Linked DNA regions of Zea mays: region 2 is linked to region 1. Evidence: chromatin contacts called from public Hi-C data. All regions are on one chromosome and are shown on one strand. Each heading gives the region's core, a stretch centred on a gene start, on an enhancer-like site or on the middle of the called end of the contact. The rest is flanking DNA. Distances are from core to core; before and after follow the strand shown. Region 1 holds the start of ub2 (unbranched2). Region 2 has its middle 41 kb from the start of ub2.

What was found. Hi-C and Micro-C count contacts between places; a contact is called where the count stands out from the background.
Region 2: a contact with region 1 is called in a Hi-C map of ear, with 4 times the contacts expected there. The contact joins the enhancer-like site here to the promoter of ub2 in region 1. A contact is called at or near these places in 5 of 25 Hi-C or Micro-C datasets (ear, leaf and tassel) and 1 of 3 datasets of contacts at active chromatin or transcription factors (leaf).

What each region holds. Positions count from the first base shown.
Region 1 is chr1:192,383,401-192,386,980 of Zm-B73-REFERENCE-NAM-5.0, forward strand. It overlaps ub2 (unbranched2), which reads right to left and starts at 2,159. Exons shown (of 3, transcript NM_001362255.1): 1 at 1,288-2,159. The coding sequence starts at 1,676.
Region 2 is chr1:192,424,886-192,428,223 of Zm-B73-REFERENCE-NAM-5.0, forward strand. No RefSeq gene overlaps it. Among protein-coding and RNA genes, the nearest start is that of ub2, 41 kb to the left of the region's middle. Within about 2 kb of position 1,831, at least 19 of the 20 cell types and tissues checked have an H3K27ac peak or open chromatin away from gene starts, as enhancers often do. A contact at or near this core is called in ear, leaf and tassel, where this site is marked.

The sequences.
Region 1 (3,580 bases), core at 909-3,408:
GCGCCCTTCTCTTTTGCTGGGGACATGAGGACACTCCTGTAGCCTAGTCCTAAAGCACAAAGCCTGCGGTCGCCGCTAGGGTAATGTGTCCAGGCCCTACCCATATCAAATTAGATGCAGCTCGCCACCATCATGTTTAGTTTCTCTCTCTCTCTCTATTGTATGTCAAATTAGATAGATGACTGAATTAAGATTTATGAATGAAAATGCTAATTGTATCCAAAGGAAACAAAGCTGTTCCAGGAACAGTCTAGTTTGGTGTAGCACCTGAAGGGACTAGAAATCCTCCAGATCTTACACCGGATGAACAGGATCGTACAACCTGTAAAGTTGCAGCGCCAAGAACAACACATTGCAAAGGCTACAACTTGTTCTTCCTCGGGGGACCATTTGCATAATGCAAAAAAAAAAAGGGGGGGGGGGGGGGGGGGGGGGGGGGGGGGCGGGGGCGAAGGATGCCCGATGTAGTATGGTTAAGTACAGGGGACAAACAATGTATAATGCTATATTTGAGGCAGGCTAGCTAGCTAAAACAATGGATAGTGTCAACCTGTGCAAAGTTGGGACTCCTCTAAATTAAAATACTACTGCATCGGCAAAGCAAAGACTCCTTTGAAAATTCCTCACTGTTGCTGTTCCTTTTTTGGGGACCACACGTATAACCAGGCTCAAGGCTACTAATCGCTTATTGTAATGGCTTGTTAGCTGACAGGCTTCACTGGGATACCCGAGTAGTATTAGCGGTGGAATCTAATGCAAAGCGAACTGACAGACAGGCAGGGCAGGGCAGGGGCAGGCTGAGTCACATCACTCTATCATATTTTTAGGAGGAGCATCCATCAGACCTACCTGTGCTCATGAGCACCATTCAAGCGAAACATTAAAGCGTAGCAGTAATGCCAAAGCAGCTTTTGTTTTTTTCCTCCTTCGTTCTTGTTCAGCTTCAGGAGGAGAAGCCGTCGCCATAGATGAAATGGGATGGAAGCTCCGTCAAACCGAGCCAAGTTTCTTTCCCTAGCTCCCACTGTTTAGCGCATCTATAGTTTTGTAGCGTGTCCGTGGTATGATGGACCTGAAACCGTCTGGTCTTCGTCTAGGTAGCCTCCCTAAAACCCTAGACTGTGAATGAAGGGAGTGGGACTGGAAAAAAAAACACGGGGGAGCAGACTGCAGAGCGAATGCAACCAACAAGTGACAACTGGAAACAATCAATTGAATGAGAGGTGGAGGTGGAAGAGGGGGGGAGTGCAACTGTGCAGCAATGGCGGGGCGGGGCTGGGTGGTGACCTGCTGCACTGCTGGCAGAAGCGCTGCTCGAGGCCGTTGACGAGGACGCGGGGCTCCTTGGAGTGCATTTTGCACACCTTGTGGCGGCAGTAGTAGGCGGGCTTGACGTCGGTGAGGTCAACGTTGCAGCCGTCGACCTGGCAGCGCGCGGGCGCGGGCGCCGTCGAGGGGCCCGCGCCGCCGGCCGCGGCCCTGCCCCTCCTGCCGCCGCCGGCCGGGGCCCTAGGCGAAGCGGCCGGCGGCGACGGCTGCTGCGTCGCTGGAGGCGCGGGCGCGCTGCCACCGCCGCTGCTGCTGCCGCTGCTGGAGCCGGCGGCGTCCTCGAAGTAGATCTTCTTGCCGAACTTGAGGCCGTGCAGCTGGTCGTCCCCGCCACCGCCGGACTCCATTGCGGCGGCGACGAGACTTGTGAACGTGCGTGGGGCCGTGGGTACGGCAGCGCGAGAGGGCGGGCCGGTGGGGCGGGGGGAGGGGGAGGCGGGGTGGTGTTGGTCCGGGCGTCCGGCTGGCTGGAGCTGGACTGGCTCCCTCTCTTCTCTCTCCTCCTCCGAGAGGGAGGGAAGAGAGTGAGGGAGGGAGGTGGCGAAGGAGAGGGACAGCAGCGGGACTCGCTGTTGCCTTTAAAAACAACTTCCTCTCTCTTCTTCCACTCCCTCCTTCCTGCACTGTGGGCGTGTGATACGAGCTGCAGGCTGCAGCCCACCACCACCAGCACGGTCACGAAGCAGGCAGCATCCCTGTATGGCTGTGGCTGTCTCCTCGCGCACGCACACGAGCCGGCCTAGCTAGCCGCGCCCGCGCCCGCGCCACGCCGCGCCACCGCCACCTTTCGCTTCCATCTGCTGCCTTGTGGGGATTCCCTGCTTGCTTGGTTTGGCTGGTAGGTATGAGGGAGCGTCTCCACTCGCCACCTGCCGAGGGCTTTTTGTAGACGCCAGGGACGGGCGGAGGGAGGCTGCGCAAGCTTGTGGGCTTGTGGCGGCACCGCGCGCAACATCATCAGATTTTATCTCCTACATTTCTCTTTTCTGCAACGGGTTTTCTCCTAAATTCTTCCGCTCCCTACCTCAGCCATAAAATATTATTTTACCTAACTAACAAATAATGCGCGCGCACGACATTTCAGACAAAGGGTTGGTTTGCTCAGACTGGCCGCAGCGCTTGCGACGCCGTGACCCCTCCTCTGTCTCTCACGTACGGGATCTCTAGGCCCGCAGCGACTGACACTAAAGAGCCCCTACGCGCTGCAGCGTAAGGAGAGGGCGCGCACGTCCCCCAGATCAAGGGGAGCACTGTAGCGCCCCTTGCACAGTGCTCCCCTATTTAATAATTGATAAAAATAGTAATAAAAGATAAATATGGTTAGATAATGATATTTTATATTTTTAGTTGGGTATAGGGGATAATATAGGGGGAACCGCTGCGGGAGATGAAAAAAATAGGGGGTGAAATGTTGATGATGTGACGCAAAAAAGTGATATAGAGGGAAAAATTAGGAAGAACCGCTGCGGATAGCCTCAGGCCGAATTTCGCGGATTCCTGTGTATAGCCCTTGTACTGTAGAGCATAGAGGGGCTCAAGCGAGCAGCGTTGCATCGATAGGGGAGCGCTAAATATCTTTAGCGATTTGGTATTCAACATCTATTCGATTCCTTGCTACCAAATTCCAACATCCAAACGAAGTAATAGTGTTGTCCTTTGAACGTAAGGAGAAGGTGATCAAGTGGTTTTTTAAAGATCAGGAGGGAGAGACTCCTACTGTAAATTTTGTATTAATAATGGTAAATTACAGCGTAGTGTATGTACAGGAGAATCCTAATTGAATAGTTGAGAAGGTAAACCGAATGAGCTATAGGGTTAAGACTGCCACTGATTAAGACAGTCTGGGATTGAATTGTCATATTTTCCTCTTGCTCTCTAGATGACCAGGAGTAATTCCTTTGAGAATTTATTTTTGCAATGTTGCACTGTTGGGTCTTTGTTTTTAAATATCCATGCATTTCGACATTTCCAGATACTCCATGTCATGAGGATGATTATTTCCATAGAGAAAGGAATATTAAGTTATTGCCTGAGGTTAGCCGAGGCTTCTTCCGGATGAGCAATTCTAGGAGGGGTCATAGCAATGGAATTCCAGCAGGCCTTTGCAAAGTTACATCTAAGAAACAGGTGATATAGAGTTTCCTCCTTTTGTCAAATGCAGTTTTCACACGAATATGACTCAAGTGCCATGTTCTTTCGTCTCAACATATTCCTTGTGTTAAGTCTGTTTTTAACCACAATCAGTAGAAAA
Region 2 (3,338 bases), core at 581-3,080, 41 kb after region 1:
GCCATCTAACCATTGAACCCTTCATTAAATGATGTATGTAGAACTAAAACAGAGTTTGAAATACGAGGCGTCTTGGCGTAGTTTTTTAGAGTTCTTTTCCATTTTGATTTTTCATCGTGTTTTAATTGATTTCACACACTACCAAGTACATGCATGCAGGAGAACTGCGTTCAACAGACTCTACAAAAACACTACTTTATTTTACATTGTTTACACGCTAAAGTTTGAAATTCGAAGGAGTGATAGAAAATAATGACGGCCTTAGAAAAAAAATGCCTATACATACATATAGATCATCATCATCTACCGTGTGCTGTCTGGAGACTCCGGATGGATCCAGCAACAGTGAGTGTACAGTGAACAATTTTCAAATCCAAACCAATTAAATGCAGCGGAAACAAATTACAGCTGGGAGTGGATGGAGAGATCCGATCCGTGTGACCGGCGGGCGGGCTAGCTCTAGCCAGGACAAGGACCGACCTCCAGCGCCGGACAGAACTCCTGTTGCTCACGGCGTACGATCGAGAGGGCAGGACCGTGCGTACGGCGGACATGGCCGGGTCGTCATCACTGGGCAGTTGGCAGCAGTGGCCGGGGCCGGCTACACACGGCGTACGGTCGAGATCGTCTGCATGGCTGCGGTTCCGTGCAGCTAGACACCAGGCCGACGATCGAGGACGACGGCAGCGCCACGGCCGCGAGTGCCATTGCATGTGCTACGTCGTGGTTGGCGCAGCGCTCTAGCTACCTACTTACCTAGCGGCGCCACCGCCCGGCGGACCGTCCGTCCGAGCTCTCGCGCCGATGCTTCATTCGTCCCGGCCTGCCGGCCCTATATGCGGTAGACCTGATTATAGGTCACCTGATCGGATAAATCAAATCCGATCTGTCTAAAAAAATTTGATCTGACTAATGCAACTGGCGGGTATAAATTATAATTTTTTAATACGTAATAATTCACAGATCAGATACGAATCATGATTTTTGATCTAAAATCCGACTCAACCCAAAAAAACTTGCTCAACCTAAAAACTCTCGATCCGACACGTAAAAAAGGAAGCACCTGACCCGACTCTGCACTAGACACGGGTTAGATAAACGGGCCGTGATTAATGGCCCATGATCCGATCTGAACCTGACCCGACGTTTGAACGAGATGCATAGTATCGAACGGCGGAACGAGTATCATGCATTATGCAAGCATGTGCCCATACACGCCATGCATCGACCGGCCACCGTCGCTTTGGCCGTGGCGTCATCTGGCGTGCGATGGAGAGCGGCCGCCGTGTGGCGGGGAGCAGCCGGGCAGGCGCGCACGCACTAGGCGCATCCGCATCGCATCGATGTTGCTGCACTGCACCCCTGCATGCATGCCCGGCTGGCGCCTAGTCGTCGTCCTCGGCTCTGGGGCCGACGGTCCCCGTCGCCGGCCGGCGGCCGTGGCGTCAGCAGGTAGGTAGGTAGGTAGCCAGAGCGCGCGCGCGCCAAAAGCAGTCGGCCTGCCCTGCGGCCCCTGCCCCTGCCGCCCTGCGTGCGGTCCATTCTCGCCAGTCCTTTCTATTTATTACCCAACAGCAAAAAAAAAGCCCGCACAGTAGCGTACGTACGTACGTACACTGAAACCCTACACACGACTGTACGAGTTCCCGGCCGCAGCACGTTACAGGCACGTACAGTACAGCTGGACCGACGACGAAAAGAAATAGTACGTGCTGCAGTAGGAACGAACGGCGCGCGGCCGGCGGCGGGTTCCGTCCGTCCGTCCATCGATCGGGGGCACTGTTCACGGGCCCTTCAGGGGGGGTTGGGCTGGCGTTCGCACGAGGGCCCAGCTAGCGGCGGCCCCCCGGGGGCCCGCCGTCCCGCACGTCGTCGTCGTCTTCTCATGTGCACACCGTGCTCGCCCGCTCTCGCTGCCAAAGGATCGGAGGCCGTACGCGTCGGCATCGCGCGGCCTCTGCTAGTTGCGTACGGCGAGTGGACGTCACCAGCATGCATGCATGCAGAAGGACCCCGGTCGCTGGATCGCCTACACCTCCTGGCGTCAGGGGTACTATAGGGAGGGAAGGACGACTCCATGCGTGTGCGCGTGGCAGGGGCAGGGCATGGCGGCCTGCGACAAAAAGGAAATGCGCGCGGCCGGAGCTCTCGCTACTCGCTTCATCACTTGATCAGGGGGACGACGATGGCGACGATGACGAGCTGACATGGCTCCCATACATGCACTCATGTAGGCCCCCACCGGTTTTTAGCTAACCGAACAGGCGAACACGCACCAACGGGAGAATTTGGGGGGGGGGGGGGGGGTGGGTGGGTGGGTGGGCATGCTGAAGGCTTTGGTTGAATTTGAAACCTTGAATGGTTTGGTGGAACGCTTGGGCTGAATTTCGAGGAAAAAGCCTGGATGCCTTTGTCCGTCTCCCTCAACTCCAAGAGAAACACCACGGATCACCAGATCCGCTCCCTTCCCTTCCGTTAGCAGTAGAGGCGCAAGAAACTGTAGAGAACCCGTCTCCCTTCCCATAAGCACGACAGAGGAAACACACGAGACATATGATGTAGGGTTGGGCCTCTGGTCTCTTTCTCTTCTCTGTATTATGAGGGGGTGTACAGGTTCCTTATATAGAGATGTGAGACCCCTCAGGGGCAAAGCAGGTATTTGCCCACATAACCCTAACTAGGGTTACTTAACACTCCCCCTTGGGCGAATACCTCGACCAACACATGCCTCGTTAAAACTCCGAAAAACCCAGTGGAAAAAATGTGGAGAAAGAGTGCATGGTAATACAAATTGCATTTGCACTTTGTTGCCTCGTTAAAAACCTCATGTGAGAAACTTTAAGAAAACTCACCAAGGGAAAAAGAGTACAACAGCTGTCATCGGGACAGATTTCGATCCTCTGGGATCTAGATTCTATCGAATCTTCTATAAGGGCTAACTTTAGAAATGTGCTCCCCCTGATCCTTGCAAAATCGTATCAATAAGGCAAAACATCTTCTCCTGGAAGTATATGCACATAAAGATTTAGCAAACGGATTGCATATCCTTGCAAGGACTATTTTAGGAACTTTACCTCTACTTACTTCTAGGATATACGAGGTAAGTGCACGTATCAATATAAATAAGCCACTTTGACTGATGGTGTTCGATCGACTGGATCTATATATTTGATAGAAAGTTCCATAAAGGTTCACATATTGATCATCAAGCTCACGCCTTCAGGGCATAGAATATGCCATTTATTGTCTCACGATTGTGATCAATATAAGCATTCGCTCCCCCTGACGATGACATCTGTCAAAGTCATTATCCCTCATAACTCAAGCATATTCTTCAA